Linked DNA regions of Mus musculus: region 1 is linked to region 2. Evidence: chromatin contacts called from public Hi-C data. All regions are on one chromosome and are shown on one strand. Each heading gives the region's core, a stretch centred on a gene start, on an enhancer-like site or on the middle of the called end of the contact. The rest is flanking DNA. Distances are from core to core; before and after follow the strand shown.

Evidence for each region. Hi-C and Micro-C count contacts between places; a contact is called where the count stands out from the background.
Region 1: a Hi-C map of rod photoreceptor shows a contact between it and region 2, with 2.2 times the contacts expected there. The contact joins the enhancer-like site here to the promoter of Pak2 in region 2. A contact is called at or near these places in 3 of 39 promoter capture datasets (embryonic stem cells and hippocampal neurons), 1 of 15 datasets of contacts at CTCF or cohesin (CD8 T cells), 6 of 484 Hi-C or Micro-C datasets (the N1E-115 cell line, bone marrow-derived macrophages, brown adipocytes and 3 more), 12 of 115 datasets of contacts at active chromatin or transcription factors (the 230-238 cell line, CD8 T cells, the SCID.adh cell line and 6 more) and 4 of 9 other capture datasets (adipose tissue, embryonic stem cells, liver and 1 more).

What each region holds. Positions count from the first base shown.
Region 1 is chr16:32,019,169-32,022,711 of GRCm38.p6, forward strand. It overlaps Pak2 (p21 (RAC1) activated kinase 2), which reads right to left. Exons shown (of 15, transcript NM_177326.3): 14 at 2,606-2,743; 15 at 1-1,098. The coding sequence ends at 1,012. Among named protein-coding and RNA genes, the nearest start is that of Senp5, 18 kb to the left of the region's middle. Within about 2 kb of position 1,948, at least 4 of the 459 cell types and tissues checked have an H3K27ac peak or open chromatin away from gene starts, as enhancers often do. A contact at or near this core is called in rod photoreceptor, where this site is marked.
Region 2 is chr16:32,078,027-32,081,576 of GRCm38.p6, forward strand. Pak2 (p21 (RAC1) activated kinase 2) reads right to left here and starts at 1,316. Exons shown (of 15, transcript NM_177326.3): 1 at 1,062-1,316.

The DNA.
Region 1 (3,543 bases), core at 698-3,197, 58 kb before region 2:
TAGGAAAAATCTTTTAACTTTTAAATTCTGAAAATTCAATGGTTATTACTTGCCCTAGAGGGTGGAGGGGGTGTATGTGAAATAAGGGTTGATTCAAAACGGACACCTAAAATCACAACATATACAGACACTTATTTCCAAGGAAACACAGGAAGGGAGTGGCACCAAAGTCACACAGCCCGCGTCAACAAGCGCAGATCACTTTGGTTCCTAAAGCCAAATATGAGGAGAAACAGGCAGAGAAAGACTACAAAATGGTGAGAATATACAGTCAGTGGGATTTTTCTTCTCTGTATCAATGATTTAGTTATAAATATAGATTATTAGTCCTCTTTCTATACATGTAACAAATGTCAAACTTACTACCACAAAATTTCTAAAGCTGACTCTTTCACATTTGTTAAAAAAGGTAAAAATCACATACTTTCCCCCTTTCAGTTTAGGCTCTGAACTGAAACACTCCGCACACCAGCCGGTCCTGACTTCTATAGGAAGCTAAGCATGTCAAGCTCCTTTCCCAATGTAAAGAGCTACATCAATCATTTTATCACATCTGCCTTGCATTTAGGCATAAGAAAAACTCCGAACGACAACTTAAAAGGAAAGGGTTAGAGGAAGGGAAGGTCACGAAGGAGAGAAGATCAGCAGATGAAATACTCAGAAAAACTTGAATCTGACATTCAAGTATGGGAAATCCCCCAGGGGAGACAGGAACAGGATCTGCCATACTAAAAGTCATCACACAGTATGCGAACGTCAAGCGCGGTCTGCGGGACATGTAAGGCTAGTGATGCAGTCCACCGTTCCTCTTGGACCCTAAAGCAGGGGCTCATTTCAAAGTCATAGCTCTCTTACTGCAATTTTCTCTTGGTCATCTTTAGAAAATAATAGTTTTTTTTTTCCTCCATGTGATGCAGACTGTCTCTTTACACCCCTCAGAGTAACAATTTCATGTATTAAAAGACTTCTTTTAAAAAATGGATAAGGGAATAGGAGGCCTCGGTGACGATGTTAGCGGTTACTCTTCATTGCTTCTTTAGCTGCCAGGATCAGTGGCGTCAAGCTAGACAATGGTTTGGCCAGTTTCAGGAAAGGATGCTGCCAAATGGAAGGGAGAGAGAAAGCTTAGAGGTGTTTCTCATTTAGAAACTCTAGCCCCCAAATTACCTCTGGATCATTTAACAAACTAAAGCCCTCACACGCGGCACATCACTTTTACAGCCCCAGGAGGGGTGGTTTGTGTGTGGTGAATGAGCTTGTTTGTGGCTGTATGCTCTCATCTTATCTGTGTGCATCTGTGGAGACCAGAGGTCGCCAGGAGCTCTCCTCTGACACTCTCCTCTGTCACTCTTCCCCGTATTTCCTGATTAGGCTGACCAAACAAGCCCCGGGGGTCTGTCTATTCCCTCAGCACGAGGGTTTATAAACATATATAGCCACACTTAGCTTCTTATGTGGGTGCTAGGGATGGAAACTCAAGTCCTCAAGTGTGTAGCAGGTACTTGATCAACCAAGACATCTCCCAGCCCTGGTTTTGGCTTTCTGAGCTAAGGTGTATATAACTTATCCTGGCCTCTAACTCACAGCAATCTTCTTGCTTATTACCTAAAAAATTACCCCCCCTTTTCTCCCTCCTTCTCCTTCTGTTCTTCCTCCTCCTCCTCCTCACTCCCTCTCTTTCTACTTGTCCATTTTTTGAGACAAGTTTTCTCTGTGTAGCTCTGGCTGTCCTTGAACTCAAAGATCCTTAAGTGCAGGATTAAAGGTATGCACCATTACACCTGGATCCTTTTTATTTTCTTCAATTACATTTATTTAGTGTGCAACTGTGTTTATGTGTGTGTGTGTGGGGGGGCAGGTTCTAGGGATCAAGTCTAGGCATGCAGGCTTAGTGGCAAGTACTTTTACCCAGAGAACCATTTAACTAATACCAAGTAAGCTGCTAGCTGCTTACCATCTACAGACTTAAGGGGCCGGAGAGATCCCTCAGAAGGCAGAGCGGGTGCCTTATCTGCATAGAGCCCTGGGCTCAATCCCTAGCACTGCCTAGGCAGGACGCTCAAGATCATTCCCTGTCTTTAAGCACACAGTGAGCTGTAGGCCAGCTTGGGCCACATATAAAGAAACGAATAAAGAAACAAAAATTAGTTCTTCAGAGTTAATAGTCATAAGTATACTCATGACAGAAATGAACAGGTCCAAGAGTGATTAATTATAGAAACTTACTACTATGATAAAAACAAATTATGGAATTAAACATACTTTTTTAAGGGCCAAAGAGATGGTTCAGCAGATAAAGGCCCTCGCTAACAAGTCTGATGACCTGCATCTCTGAGACCTACGTGCTGGAAGGAGAGCATCAACTCTTGCAAGTCTCCTTCATGCAAGTCTGTATGCGCACATGCACACACACACACACACACACACACACACACGCATACATATACACACACACACTCATACACACACAGAGTTAAATTCTGAAACAAACTTTACTAGCATAAGTGAAAGCCTAAACTGCAGTAGCTGTTGGACTCCTGGCAGGTAAACAGGGAGGCATCAGCTGCACCAAGGGCCTCCCCAAAGCCACCGTCACCAAGCTGACCTGTAACAGTTCCTTGGCCGAACCCCTTTTCTCCACATCCATTTCCAAACACCGATTTAAGAAATCCCGAAATATTGGGGAAAGTTTTTCTGGATTCTGAAGTTCAGGAGTTCCATTTGTAGCTATCAGGTATAATGCCTAAAAATAGAACATTTTGGCATATTAAGGTCTCTCACAAAATGACAGTGAATCAAGACTCACCCTCTGGCCTCTCTAAGCCTGTCCTCTCCAGTGGCAGTTTTGTATTTCCATATGTAGGGACCAGAGGCCAAGGGATTTAGCTCCTCACTGCTCGCCGAGACCTTCAGGACCCACCTAACTCACGTGCCCAACAGCATATGGCTTTCTTCTTGTTTCAGTGCTGAGGATGTACAGGCGACCCTTTCTCACTCCATCACAAGAGTTTGTTGCGCTGGGATCTCTAACACTACTCCTGTCCCAATCTGTGGTAATTTCAGCAGCTACAGTGAAGGAGTCACATTCCCCGACTGACACTGGTACCTGCAGTAACAAAGATCTAACCTTTCCTCTGTCCTTGGAATATAGTGGCCAAGGTTCATCTGTGAGACCCTACTTGCTATACACAGGTACCTAAATGTGTAAGAAAAGGCATCAAATGGCTGATATGTGACTGAATCAAGGGTTCTTCCTTAGCATTCATGATGCCGTGGGGTCAGTTCTCAGCACCACATACTACTGTGTGGTACACACATCGATAGTTCCAGAACTTGGGAAGCAGAGGTAGGAAAATCAGAAATTCAAGGTCATTTACAGCTACAAAGCACCCACACACATTGTAACCAAAAAGAAAAAGCAATACAACACTTAAATACAGAAAAAGAAAGAGATTAGATTTTATCAGCCATATATAGTCAAAATTCTGGTACAGTGGTTGACACAAGCAAGTGCAAAGTATGGTTTTTTGTTTTTGTTTTTTG
Region 2 (3,550 bases), core at 66-2,565:
CTCACTGCCTTCATCCCAACCTAATTTTATTCATACTATTCTTTTGGATAGCTCTACCAAAAAAAAAAAAAAAAAAATCCCCAGAGCAAATTCTTGTGTATTTATTTCAATATCCTGCCTACTTTATAAGAGCGGAAGAGTCGAATACAGCAGGGGAAAAACGTGACGTGCACAACCTTCACCCAAAACACAGCTCAGCTCGTCGTTGTCTAATTTTGGGCCTAACCGGTTTGGTTGTCTTTTTTTAAAAGGTTAGAAACGAAAAGCTGGAAAATCTACAGGTCACTTGTAAAGAAGAACCTGGCGGCTATCGATGGGAGTTGGTGATTTGTCAAAGAGGAAACAAATCTCACTTCCACTCTACCTAGTTCTATTAAGACAGGGGATGGAGAGAGCCTCCTTCCCATCAAGCCACAATGGCAATTATTTAACACACTTCTGTCTTGGACGACTTGATCTAGAACTAATCAAAAGGCTGAGTCCATTAAGTTATTTGCAGCAACTTTTTTTTTTTCTTGTGAGGGCGCGCGTGTTTCAGACAGCCAAACATGGTGAAAAGCCAACCTCAGCCCAAGTTAACCTTAAGAAGCAAATATTCACCTCCTGGCTAAAGATCAAGCAAAAACCGTAAGATCCTTAACTTCTGTTCTTAAACGCAGGCTCCCAGAGCCCGGCAAAAACTTTTTCCTAATGTGGAGGAGGAGGAAGAGTTTACACACTGAACTTAAGGAGCTCGCGACAGGATTCCCGAGCGACGAGACTGCAGAGAACGCAGCTGGTAAAGGAGGGAACATCCAGGAACAAACCCGAGTCGTCCGGTGCAGCGCCGGCGGGAGAGAAGGGCAAGGACGGCCGGAGTGGCCAGGGTCCCCACAGCCCAGCAAGCTTCCTCTCGGCCGAAGCTTAGAGCCAGGGCGCAGACAATGAGCCACCGCCCGGAGCCGCGGGCCCGCCCGCAGGTGCTGGCGTCCCGGGCCGCTGGGCCCAGGCCGCGGAGGCGGGAGGAGGGCGGCGGCTCGGCCCGGCCCGGCCCGGCCCGGGCGAGCGGCAACCGCACTTACCAGAGAGGAAAGGTCTCCGCCCGACCCAGGGCGGGCTGCTTGGCCGACGCGGGCGAGCACTGCGCTGGGGCGCTGAGAGGGAGGAGGGCAGGGCGGAGGGGAGCGGCGCGGGGCGCGGCCGTCGCTACCGAGGCCGTGAGGCGCAGAACCCCTTGGGCCAGGGAGGGGAGGGCAGGAGCCTTCGGCAATGGCGACGGCCCGGGCCGGAGGGGAAGCGGAACAACCGCTGCCGCTGCGCGTGGCCACAACCCTGGGGGAGGGCGGCGGCGGGGGCGCGGGGCGGGGCCGTAAGACAGCCCCGCCCTGAAAGTGGCGTCATGACCCGAGGGGCGGGCTTTCACAGGGCGGCTGGGAACCGTAGTCTAGTCATCTGTTAGGGAGACTCAGGACAGTGGGCGTTACAGAGAAAACCTGTCCCTCATTTATCAGCATTCTGCATTGTCTGCAGTTACGGTTTACCTACTGACAAAGCTGACGGAGAACAGCTGATCCAAACATATTTGTGTGTAGAGGGTCTTTGTTTCTGAGAATGTATCCATTCACCAATTGGTGTTTTGTGGGGAGGGATGGCTTTTCGAGTCCTGGCTGTCCTGGAACTCACTCTGTAGTCCAGGCTGACTTTGAACTAGAGATCCTCCTGCTTCTGCCTCCTGAAGAGGTACTGCCCAGCTCACTTTGTTTTTTGGTTTGGTTTGGTTTGGTTTGGTTTTTTGGAGGCAGGGTTTCTCTGTATAGCCCTGGCTGTCCTGGAACTCACTTTGAAGACCAGGCTGGCCTCGATTAAAGGAATGCGACGCCACCGCTTTTTTTTTTCCTACAAATTTAACCAGATTAAGTTGAATCAGATTATGCTGCTAAATTAGGTCCTCCCTCTTTGCAAAACAAAGATTTTTTTATTTTTCTGTATTTTATCAATGGAGGAGTTAATTCATGTATTCTTATTCCACAACTATGTCAATATCTAATATCTACAAAAGACCATTTAGGTACCAGAAATGAACATGCTTCACCTAGTCTTTGTAAAGGTTAAAAACATGAAAACGGTGGTGGCGCACGCCTTTAATCCCAGAACTCGGGAGGCAGAGGCAGGCAGATTTCTGAGTTCGAGGCCAGACTGGTCTACAGAGTGAGTTCCAGGAAAGCCAGGGCTATACAGAGAAACCCTGTCTCAGAAAAAAAACAACCAAAAAAACGTATGAAAACATAAAAACCAAAACACTGATACCTGTTACAAGGTGGGGAAAAAGCTGAGGGATTACCGTGGACAGAGTGGACAGAGAAGGTGGCAGTTAAAACAGAAAAAGGAACTCGGAAGAACTGAGGGGAAAGGATTACAAGTAGGAAGAGGATTGCCACGGTCAGTGAGAGATGAAGGCTAGGCTCACAACCAAAACCACAAGACTTATGTAGCTGCACCTTGGTGTAAGATGGGTATATTAGAAAGTACTGTAGTAGTTGGGCGAGGTGGCATACTCCTTTAATCCTAGCACTTGGGAGGCAGAGGCAGGCGAATTTCTGAGTTCGAGGCCAGCCTGGTCTACAAAGTGAGTTTCAGGACCGCCAGGACTATATAGAGAGAAACCCTGTCTCGAAAAGAAAAAAAAAGTACTGTAGTACAAGATATGATGAAGCAAACCTGTAATTCCAGCACTCAGGTGGCTGAGGTAAGATGAGGAATTTGAGTACTGAGAGGTAGAGGACGGATAGGGGACAAGAATGGTTACATAGAGAGTCGGAGGTCAGATGAACTACATGACACCCTATTCTTTGCAGCCTATCAAATCTACATTCAGCCACCTGCTAGTAACATAGGATGTATGTTTGAGTAACATAGGGCTGTATGTCACTTTACATGGATGTTGGCTGCTTACCTCTATTTCCCTATGAGTAGCATTGAACATGGATTATCAAAATAAGTAGCTTTTCTAGAATAATCCTTAAATCCACTATATTCCAATTGATTAGAATTGCAAGCAATCATTTTAGTTCCTAAAGCATATAGCATTCTCCAAAATAACTAGCAAACAGATAGATATTCTTGGAAAGTGACTGGGATACACATTAACCACCTACCACCACTCTTAGGTGAGGTGAGCAGTTTTTCTGTTTTCTGTATCCAAAAGAACCTACCACAACTCTTTAAGATGAATAAATAATAAAAGTGGAACAAACCCCGGGAAAGAATCAATAAGACAACAATATCCATTCTCTTGGCCTAAACAAAAAAAGGACCACACACAAAATTACAAAACTCACCGAAAATACAGACCATTATTCAGTGTCAATAATATAAAGTGGCCAAACTCAGATATGTATCATCTATTGATCAGGCAATAAGAGTCTTATCAAAGTTGGTGTCAATCATGTTTTTCTTGCATTTCTCAACACCCCTAAAAATGAATATAGCACTGGATTATATAATAAGGCACAATCTTAAATATTAACTTAATGTTTTTATTTTTACTTATTTTATGTATATGTATACACTG